2 separate regions of the Macaca mulatta genome follow, and region 2 is linked to region 1. The links are chromatin contacts, called in public Hi-C maps. All regions are on one chromosome and are shown on one strand. The core of a region is the stretch at or near the end of the contact, and the rest is flanking DNA. Distances in the headings are between cores, read along the strand shown. Region 1 holds the start of MAGED2 (MAGE family member D2). Region 2 holds the start of VCF2 (VCP nuclear cofactor family member 2).

Evidence for each region. A called contact is a pair of places that touch in the nucleus more often than the background predicts.
Region 2: a contact with region 1 is called in a Hi-C map of fetal cortex germinal zone, with 2.8 times the contacts expected there. The contact joins the promoter of VCF2 here to the promoter of MAGED2 in region 1. A contact is called at or near these places in 2 of 14 Hi-C or Micro-C datasets (fetal cortex germinal zone and liver).

What each region holds. Positions count from the first base shown.
Region 1 is chrX:54,644,680-54,649,686 of T2T-MMU8v2.0, forward strand. It overlaps MAGED2 (MAGE family member D2), which reads left to right and starts at 2,820. Exons shown (of 12, transcript NM_001257614.1): 1 at 2,820-2,891; 2 at 3,760-3,833; 3 at 4,174-4,665. The coding sequence starts at 3,789.
Region 2 is chrX:55,100,664-55,105,670 of T2T-MMU8v2.0, forward strand. VCF2 (VCP nuclear cofactor family member 2) reads right to left here and starts at 2,855. Exons shown (of 3, transcript NM_001261522.1): 1 at 2,829-2,855. The coding sequence starts at 2,848. The region is part of intron 1 of ALAS2 (5'-aminolevulinate synthase 2); the gene reads right to left.

The sequences.
Region 1 (5,007 bases), core at 1,570-4,069:
ATTCACCAGGGTGCTGTTGCCCTTTCTCATGAATTAAAGAACTATTTATGTACTGATGACTCCTAGATCTATAGCCTCAGCCTAGACCACTTCTCTGAGCTTCAGACATGTATATTCAACTGCCTGTGGTACATTTCCATATGGACATGCCACAGGTGCCTTAAAAGCAATGTTCAGTTCTCCTCTAACCTGCTCCTCAAACCCGCTCTTCCTTCAGTATTCCTGATCTCAGTGAGAGGAGTTACCATTCACACAATCTCTCAAATCAGATCGCCAAGAGTTCCCTTTGACACTCCACTCGTCTTCAGTTACTCAAGTCCAATTACTTTTTACTTCTTTACTATCTCCTTGATTCAATCACTTCTCACTACCTGCCACCACTCTAGGTCAAAGCACAATCATTGCTTACCTAGATGACTACAAAAGGCATAAGTACTCTCCCTGTTTCCAAGACAACACCTATTCCATACTCCATATAGCAGCTAGGTGTTCTTTCTAAAACACAAACCTATGCTGTATCCTTGCCTAGAATCCTTTAATAACTCCTGGGTGTTCTCAGGATCAAGACCAAAGTCCTTATCTTGGCATTCAAAACTTGCCAACTTGCCACGATTTGGAAGGGATTGGGAATTTGAGATGCCAGAAATAGAAGAAAAGGAGGCGCTATGTCTAGTGTGGATAAGGGAGAAAATCTGGGAGGCAAGAACATGGTGAACTGATATCACACACTTGGAGAAAGCAACAATTCAGAGAAAGAGAAAAGACAGGAAAACAGAAGCCTGCCTTGAATATGCAAGAAATTTGTGTGTGTGTCTATCTTGAATTATCCATAGAACATAGGGATTCATGATATGTTATTTACACAGTAAAAGGTGACCACATAAAGCAGGAGACTTGTGTCCATTTGAATTACATTTATATGTGGAAAGGCATTGAATATTATTTCCACAACTAACCGTTGTGCTGAATTTTATTATGGTTTCTAATAACTTTTTAGTTGATGCTCTTGGGTTTTCCAGGTCTGCATTTATATATCCAGTAATTAATGATGATTTGTCTACTTCCTATTATTTTACATCTTATTTTGTTTTCTTGAATAGATCCAATTGCTTATGTGAATTTATTATGTGATAGAGGTGCCATTTCAAAGCAGAGAGGGAAAAGATGGATTAGTTTGCACATGATGTAGGGGTAAGAGACTATGATTTTGGAGAGTAATCAAGCTGAATCCGTATAGAAAATAAATTTTGAAATGATCAAACATCTAAATGTAAATAATAAAGCCACAAAAGTGCTTCAAGGAAAAAAAAACGGGGATTGTTATAGGAACATGAAAAGCATCTTTAAGCAAGCAGCAGGATCCAGTTGTGATGAAGGAAAAATGGATATATTTGACTACATAATAATTAAACATTTTTGTTTGGCAAAAATTATCATAAATAACATGAAAAATATTTGTAATATGTGACACGTACACGAGAGACATTGCTGGTGGGAACGTTATTCCATGTACTTTTTAGGAGTAAGTTGACAAATTTTGTATCTTTTGTTATCAAAATGGAAGACGTTTTTGTAGCATTTGAGCTAGCAAAAAATACCCTAAATAAAAAAAAAGTGCCCCAAACAATCTAAATGTACATGTGTACTGGACTGGTTCAATAAATTATGGGACATCTATACAAGAAAAGATCATGCAACTGTTTAGAAAAATGTGCACTAACGGAAAGATTTTTTATATATAACTGGAAAAAAACAGGTCGCAGAACAGAAGGTATGTATAGTGTACCATTTGTCGGAGAGAGAACCTGAATAATTAGTATACGAATAGAAAAAAAATCTGGATAGCAAAATGTTAATAGTGGTTATTTCTGGGAGATAAGAGTGGCCTTTCATTGGTATGTTATATATTACTGCATTGTTTTAATTTTTACAACAACAACAACAAAACAACAACATATTACCTTTGTAATAAGAAAAAATGAAGATATAAAAATAAATTCAATGAATGACTTTCTTTCGGAGGCGGTTTGGGTTGGAAGAGTTTCAGACTGAGCCTGGTACAGTGGCATAAACATGGGCTTTGGCGTCAGACAGCCCTGAGCAGGGCCCCATTGCCCCACCCCCGAGGAAGGCGAGGGGGGGTGGCAGGGGGCTGCGGAAAGGGGCTGGGCTGGGTTGGGCTGTCTGCAGCTCTAGTCCAGGAGGCTGAGACTTCGAGAGGGACTTAGAGAAGGCAGACGCATCCCGAACTCGCTGGAGGACAAGGTGAGGTGCGTTGAGATTGGGGTTTTATGGAGGTCATAGAGTGGTTCCAGACCCCTCGAACCCATAGCCAGGCAGATGAGCAATTCTTACTGCACCACTGCAGCTGAAGCAGAGGTGACCTGGAGTGGTGTGTAGGCAATGAGGACGACTGAGAAAGTGGTAGGCTGTATAGACTGGGAGCAGAGACGAGCGGAGGAGGAGGGGAGAAAAACGGGGAACCAGGAATGTTGGGAGGGGGACGAGGAATACAAGGAGGGAGGGGAACACTAAGGGGGAGTGATCCAGAGAAGAGAATGGGGATGCAGAGAGGGGTTAAGGAATACTGAGGGGCAGGGTGTGCAATCGTAACACGGAGGAGGATGTAAGGAATGGGAAGAGGGAATTCTGGAGTAAATAGAAAATGTGAGGTGGGAATAGGGAGTAAGGAGCCAGGCTAAGGGAATACGGAGGGGGGCATAAGGAATGAGGAGCAGGGAGCGGGGGAGGGGCAGACAGGCTGGGACGGAGGCCCCCTAGGGAGGCGGAAAGGGGCGGGACCACTTCCGGCCTAGAGAAGGGAGGGCAGTCTCTGAGTTTCGGAGGGGCTTGGAGTGAGTGGACGCTCTCGGGAATTGTAGGAGGACGAGGTGAGCAGCCGGGCGGGCTTTTGGATGAGAGCCCCGCTAGGGGTCGGCCGCACCCTCTGGGATCTGGAGAAAACCTGTCATGAGGATCGGATCGTACCGGATCCATCCGGCTGGGAAGGGAGGGGACTGGACCCGGTTTGACCGGGCCCAAGATGGAATCACTAGCTCAATATTTATTTGAGGAGGGGGTGTAATAGGGAAGGGGCGGAACCAAGATGCGCCTGTTTGGAGGGGGGCGTGTTAGGAAGAAGGGCGGGGCCAAGAGACACTGGACTCGGTAGGGCGTGAGTAGGGGAGGGGCCGGGCCCACCAGACACTGCGACAATTTTGGAGGAAGGCTTCTTGGGCAGGGGGCGGGACCGAATGGTACTGCGGACCTGGAGAGGGGCGTGTGTCGGGGCAGAGTGCCAGACTGAGACCACGATCATTGCGCATGCGCACTATGTATCGCTGAAAGGGGCGTGTTGAGAAGGGCCAGCGCTGAGACGAGCCAGCTGCTGAATGCGCATGTGCACGGTGGACATCAAAGAAAGGGCTCGTGCTGGGAAAGCGGGCGGGGCTGAGAACGGCCCTGCAGCCGACGCGCATGCGCTCTATCGACCTGCGGCTGGGTGGGGGGTGCACTGGGAAAAGGGGCGGGGTCCTCAGAGCTGCCGCGCTGGCACATCTTCCTGGAGAAGGGGAGGGTGCGGCTGCAGACAATTGAGACTTAGAAGCTTTGGATTCCTGTATCTGAGAACGGAGTCGTTGTGGGTGGTGGAGGGGGTTGGAATTGGGGACCTACGGAAGGTAAGGATCAGCCTCCAGGCACAACAGGGGAGAGGACGTTCAGTGGGCTTCAACTTGACCCAGGCCTTCTCCTCTTCAGGCTCAGCTCTTGCCAGGCCAAATTGAGACATGTCTGACACAAGCGAGAGTGGTGCGGGTCTAACTAGCTTCCAGGTAAGGCCTCTTTCTGTCCTTTCCCCAGCTGCTTTTCCTCTCCAGCCCTTGTTGCTGCCCTAAGTCCCTTGGCTCTTCCCCTCCCATCCTTGTCCTTCTCCACCTACTTTCCTGCCTGGGTGTCCCCCTGCCCAGTGGAGGGAGGGAGAGAAGGTGGGCGGGCCCCTCTTCTGCCTTCAGTTCTTGCTCAGAGGAAAGGGAGGCCTTGTTCGGCTGAGGTGGTCAGAGCACACCGCAGGTACGAGTACAGGTCAGAGAAGTGTGGCCTTGGAATTTTGGAACCATTTGCTTAGTTGGGGGTGGGGAGAAGGTCTGTGAACTTCCCTGCTTCCTCTTGCAGGCTGAAGCTTCAGAAAAGGACAGTAGCTCGATGATGCAGACTCTATTGACAGTGACCCAGAATGTGGAGGTCCCAGAGACACCGAAGGCCTCAAAGGCACCGGAGGTCTCAGAGGATGTGAAGGTCTCAAAAACCTCTGGGGTCCCAAAGGCCACAGAGGTCTCAAAGACCCCAGAGGCTCAGGAGGCACCTGCCACCCAGGCCTCATCTACTACTCAGCTGACTGATACCCAGGTTCTGGCAGCTGAAAACAAGAGTCTAGCAGCTGACACCAAGAAACAGAATGCTGACCCGCAGGCTGTGACAATGCCTGCCACCGAGACCAAAAAGGTCAGCTGTGTGGCTGATACGAAGGTCAATACTAAGGCCCAGGAGACTGAGGCTGCTGCCTCTCAGGCCCCAGCAGATGAACCTGAGCCTGAGAGTGCAGCTGCCCAGTCTCAGGAGAATCAGGATACTCGGCCCAAGGTCAAAGCCAAGAAAGCCCGAAAGGTAAGACCTCTGCAGTCACCACCCTTCGTTTTCTACTCCTCTCCTCTCAGTTGGTTCATTTGTTCTACAAACATTTAGAAAGATCCCTGTGCTCATCAGGGCTGTGGGGGGCACTGAAAGTAATGTGATGTAATTCTTGTCTTCAGAGAGCTTGCAGACTGATGGGGAGATGAGACAGGAATACACATAGCTGCAATCTGAATATAATGCAGTTTATATTTACATAGTAGCTGCCCTGTGTTAGGCCTTGAGCTAAGCACATTTATGCAGGTTATCTCATTAAATCCTGAAAGTAATTCTCATAGCCCCAATTTTATAGAGAAGGAAGCTGAGTTCCAGAGA
Region 2 (5,007 bases), core at 1,605-4,104, 460 kb after region 1:
TAAAAATGTAATACAAGAACTCTAAGTAAAGTCAAGCTGTACATTTCATTTCTAGAAATAATTTTCGTAACTTTAAATGACCCTTGAAAATAAAGAATACGAGGAATTTAATAGCTAAGTTTTCAAAATCTACCTAATTAGTTTCATTGTCTTGACTCCACGAAGTTACAATTCCAGGGTAAGTGATTTTGAACCCCTTCAGTAACACTTAAGACATGTGTGTCTGCCAGTGTCTACTATTAAGTTCTTATGCCAGTGGTGTAGCGACACTGAAGAGATATTTCTCGTATTCTGAATGTGGTTAGGCACTTACTGTTGCCATACCAGCTAGTATTATGACATAGTTACTGCACTAGATTGTCACCATGAGATTGTGGCTGATTACTTCCTTGAAACATTCATTTCTCAAAATTGTTTTCAATGATTGGTAAGATTACATCTTCAGTTTCAAGTTCCTTGTCGATAAGTAATCAGACTGCAGCATTTGACATAGTTTTCACAGCACTCTATTATTAATCAGACATTCTCCCCAGCCATCTGCCTAGAGACTACTTTTGAGTTATTGGCACTCCTAAGAATGGCTGAGTTTACTAATTTTTATAATTTCATTACTCTTTAATCAATTCTCATCTCTAGGAGACTACTAGTCATGTAGTGCAGTGATTTCTAACACTCTGTTAAATTAAACTGCTTTCTTTAAGAAAAGAAAAAGCAACACATAATAGGAAAAAAAGGAGTTCCTGTACTTGGAACAGGGGCTCTTTAACCACATCCCTCCCTGGATCTGCCTTCCTGTGCCACCCACTAACATAGCCTGACCTCTCTTCTTAAAACTGAGGAAAGAGCAGGCCCAGAGAAGCACAGTGACTCAGACAGTAAAATGAGTAAGGCTGGTAGAGCTGAGGCTGGAAGGAAAGCTCTCTTTAGCCTTGGCCCAAGGTCCTCCAGGAAAGTTTTCAGGAAGTAAAAGTTAATGAAGAACTGCATGTCCAAATCAAACAATATCTTTATGATAAAGAACTTGCCAATATAAATGAATTCAGCTTATTTGTGTACAGTGTCTAAAAAGGCACTTTTTTTTTGGCAGGAAATGTGACTTTTACCCAGATATGTGAGACATGCTAAAGCAGTTTTAGTGGGATTTGGGGAGAAAAAGACCTTTGTAGTCAGATCAGGCTTGCTTCATAAATACTGTTTACTGTCAACTGTCTGTGTCCCTAATTCCAATAGCATGTTGGTAATTTGGCCCCTAAATTCATAGTTAGTGTATTTTTCTTTATATTGCAAGCTCCTCATTACATGATCTAAATCAATGCAGCAGGCTAGGTTGACTAGCTTTTCACCACTGGAATAAATAACCTTAGGATGCCTTCCAGAAAATAACCTTAGCATACCTTTCAGAAAATAACCTTAGGATGCCTATCCTTCCAGAATCACAGTTCTATGAATTGATCCAGGGCAGGGTCTTTGTCAAAAGATAGCCAATATACTAACAGCTGATCAAAATATGGAGCAACAATAAAACATCCACCGCATCTACCAAGGAAATTCTATGCTACATCTTACTCACCGAAGCCTCAGTGAGATTATTATGAAATGAAAGAAAGAGCCTCGAACCTGGAAAGATCTGGGCTTTGTCCTGAGTCTGTTACCAACCTTTGTTACCAACCAGCTAAATGGCCTTTGTCAACTGAACTGGCTGAGGCCAGTAAAACTGATTTTTAAGATATCTTAATGTCATAGGCAAATGCTGACTACAAAATGCCGAATAAAAAATCACGTAGAAAACTGCTGCTGTATTACACTCCATTATGACATGATTCATTATATATAAAGAAAAAAAACGACTGGATATAAATATTATTTTATTTCACAATGTTTATTGAGCATCCACTAAGTGCTAGGCACTCCTCCAGGTGCCAGGATAAAAGAGTGAAACAAACACATGCCACAGCTCCTGCCTTCATTAGGGAGCATGGTGATGTTTGTCTTTGATCATGGTATTTTGAGTATTTGAGTACTTTGCGCTCAAGTTTTACTGAAACTTTCAACAGCTTACAATACCTTTGCATTTTTTTTTAAAACACACTAATACTATGAAAATGAATTTTCAAAGTGTGAAGCTGAGTTTAAAAAGCAGAATGTTCAAATTATGAAACAATGTTAATCTCATTTTTTAAAATACAACTTTATGAATGAAAAACATCTAAGGAAATTTATCACAAAATATGATTAATGGTCACGGCTGGGTGATCGGACTGTGGATAAGATTGGCTTCCTTTATTACGCTTTAACAGTCTAACCAAGTTTTCTACCATGAGATTCAGAGACGTTTGTAATGAAAGAATACATTGATAAAGGCCCATAGAACCCTCGTATCACGTGGAGAAAGATGACTAAACCAATCAGAGAAATAGAAATACTAGTTGCTAGGGTACCTAGCAGCCTCACCGAAGAAATGCCAATTTGAAAAACAGAATGCTATTGTCCACTGACTGAGTTTTCGCAAGGGACTACATCCCCACCTCACCCCCGCCTCCAGGGCTTGTAAGGCACTGACAACCAAAGGACCAGCATTTTCTTTTGGAGAAGGGTTCGCGGCATTTTTTTTTTAAGCAAGAAGGGCGGGGCATGAGGCGAGCAGGGCCGCTCCGCCCGGCAACACTGTCACCTGCAGGTCATGAGAGCGCCACCAATCCCGGAAGAAAATACATCTCCGCTGCGTTTCCACCCCGAGCCGCGAGATCTTGGCTGAGAAAGCAAAGCGTGATGACAGTGGGGACCAGAGAACGAACAGGTACCGGCAAGAAAGGCCCCGACGAACCTACCGTACAGGGCAGCCTCCCATAGCACAGGACAGCCTCGCATCGTCCTGCCCTCGGAACCATAGCAACCACGCAGGAAGTTCCTGCGCCGCCGGACAAACGCAGCCCGGAGGGCGGGGCTGGCCTAGGATTGACGGGCTCTGGGCCTGTGCATCGGAGCCCGGGGAGGTTGGCGCCGGTCTCCTCTGGGTCTGCCGCAGGCTTCCTTCCCTGCTGTTGGGAGCTGACACCTGAGGGACGATCCGCTGAGCGTCAGGATCTGCTGCGCGACTGCCCCAGCCGCCCCATGTTCGAGACCTGTGCCAATCCCATGGACATTCTCCTCCCACCCAGCCAGCCTCTGAACACGCTTCTCAAGTGGTACATGCCCTGTCCTCCTCACAGCCCTCACACCGCTGATCCTCCTCGGCGACCTCAGCGCCCCCGGGGCTGACCAGGCCGTGGCCTGCGCCTCTCTGTCCTTAGGGGGGTTCTCCTCCCACCCACCTAAGTCTCTTCCGCCCGCGGTCACGCCCTGGGCCTCAGGAAAGACCGCCATTTCTTGCATCCCCCACTCTCATAACGGGCAGCACCCGATCCTGTCCTAACAGCTCCCTCTTCCAATGCCCCAGCATCCACAGCCTTCAGCCCCAGCCCCAAGGAGGCCACCTCTCCACTAACCACAACCGCGTTCCTCACCATTTAACCTTCCTTAGCCAGCTTACCCAAAGCTATTAACTCTCTGCCTCCTCCCTACTCTCCTGGCAATCCCCGCCAAGTAGACAATCAATGTACACCCTCCACAAGTGTACCTTCTCTGTCTAGTCTACTTACAAGATCCCTCCACAAGCACCAGCACCCAATTTTCTCATGATAGTCACTGATTTTCCCTTGAGAAAACAGAAACAGTCAGAGAGGAACTCGCACCGCTTCCCAACAGCAGTGGACCTGCACTTGTAATCTTGGCTGCTTCCCTGGAGGAAGTGACAGGATCCTACTTGAGACAAGGCCCTTCACCTGGATCCTATACCCTCCACCTTCTTAAGGGATCATCTTTTGCAGTTATGCTTTCACCTGAATTATCATGTTCCTCTATCTGTATTTTATTATCTATAAAGTTGGCAAAGGGAGTGCTAGAGTTTAGGCTCATCCTGGTTCTTGCTGTTAAGTAGGTGATACCACAGGGGGCTGCATTCCCTGAGGATGGGGGTGGGGAGGGGCAGATGTTGAAAGTGACTGATTCAAGAGCTAAAGATCGTGCCATAAAGGAAGCCTAACCCAGCTAGGGGCTAGGTGACCCTGCAGCCAAGACTGTGGAGAAGACAGCCCTGGACAGGGGACTTTTAGACTGCCATGTTTGTCTCTGCATTGTGCAATTTTAGCAAGAATCCTGCTAAGTTAGTTTAGTTAGAATTTCCCATCATCAGTATCTCAGTTAGGTTCCTCATCCCCCAGGTGATGTCTGGTCACCCTGGCCCACCTTCACCAAGAATCCTGTTAGTTCAATTTAGCCACAATACCCCCTTACCCTTGGTGTTTCCTCTTAGTAATTTTCCATCCATTGCTCCCCACCCTGCTCCTTGGCTATAAATTCCCACTTCTCGTTGTTGTATTTGGAGTGGAACCCAGTTTCTCTCCCTTCACTGCAAAACCCCATAGCAGTGGTCCCTACACCTATCCTGATGGTCCTGAATAAAGTCTGCCTTACCGTTCTTTAACAAATGTCATGAATAATTTTTTTCCTTAACATCCTTCACTTGGATCTCATGCCCTTCCACATTCTCAAGGAATAAGCTTTTGTAATGATCATTCATTTTACTTGAATCACCACATTCTCCATGTCTACTGGATCATGCTATCTTCTACAAAGTGGGCAAATAGATGGTTAGAAATGAGGGATTTTGTTTTCTAGAGCTGATCTTGGTTACTGCTGTGTTGTAGGTGAGACCCCAAGGGGCTGCATTCTCTGAGGAAGGTTCGGGGGCTGGAGGATATGGAGATAGGGACTAGGTTACCCTGCAGCTGAGGCTGTGGAGTGGACAACCCTGGTCAGGGGTGGAAGGGAGGATGAAGCCCAGATTCAGAGGGGTCTGCAGAAGCCAGCACACATGGCCTGAGGCTGAGTCAGCGAGGGAGTACCAGATTCTGACCAAGATGAGAGAGACAAAAATGCAAGTTACACCAGCCACAGACATATTGTGAG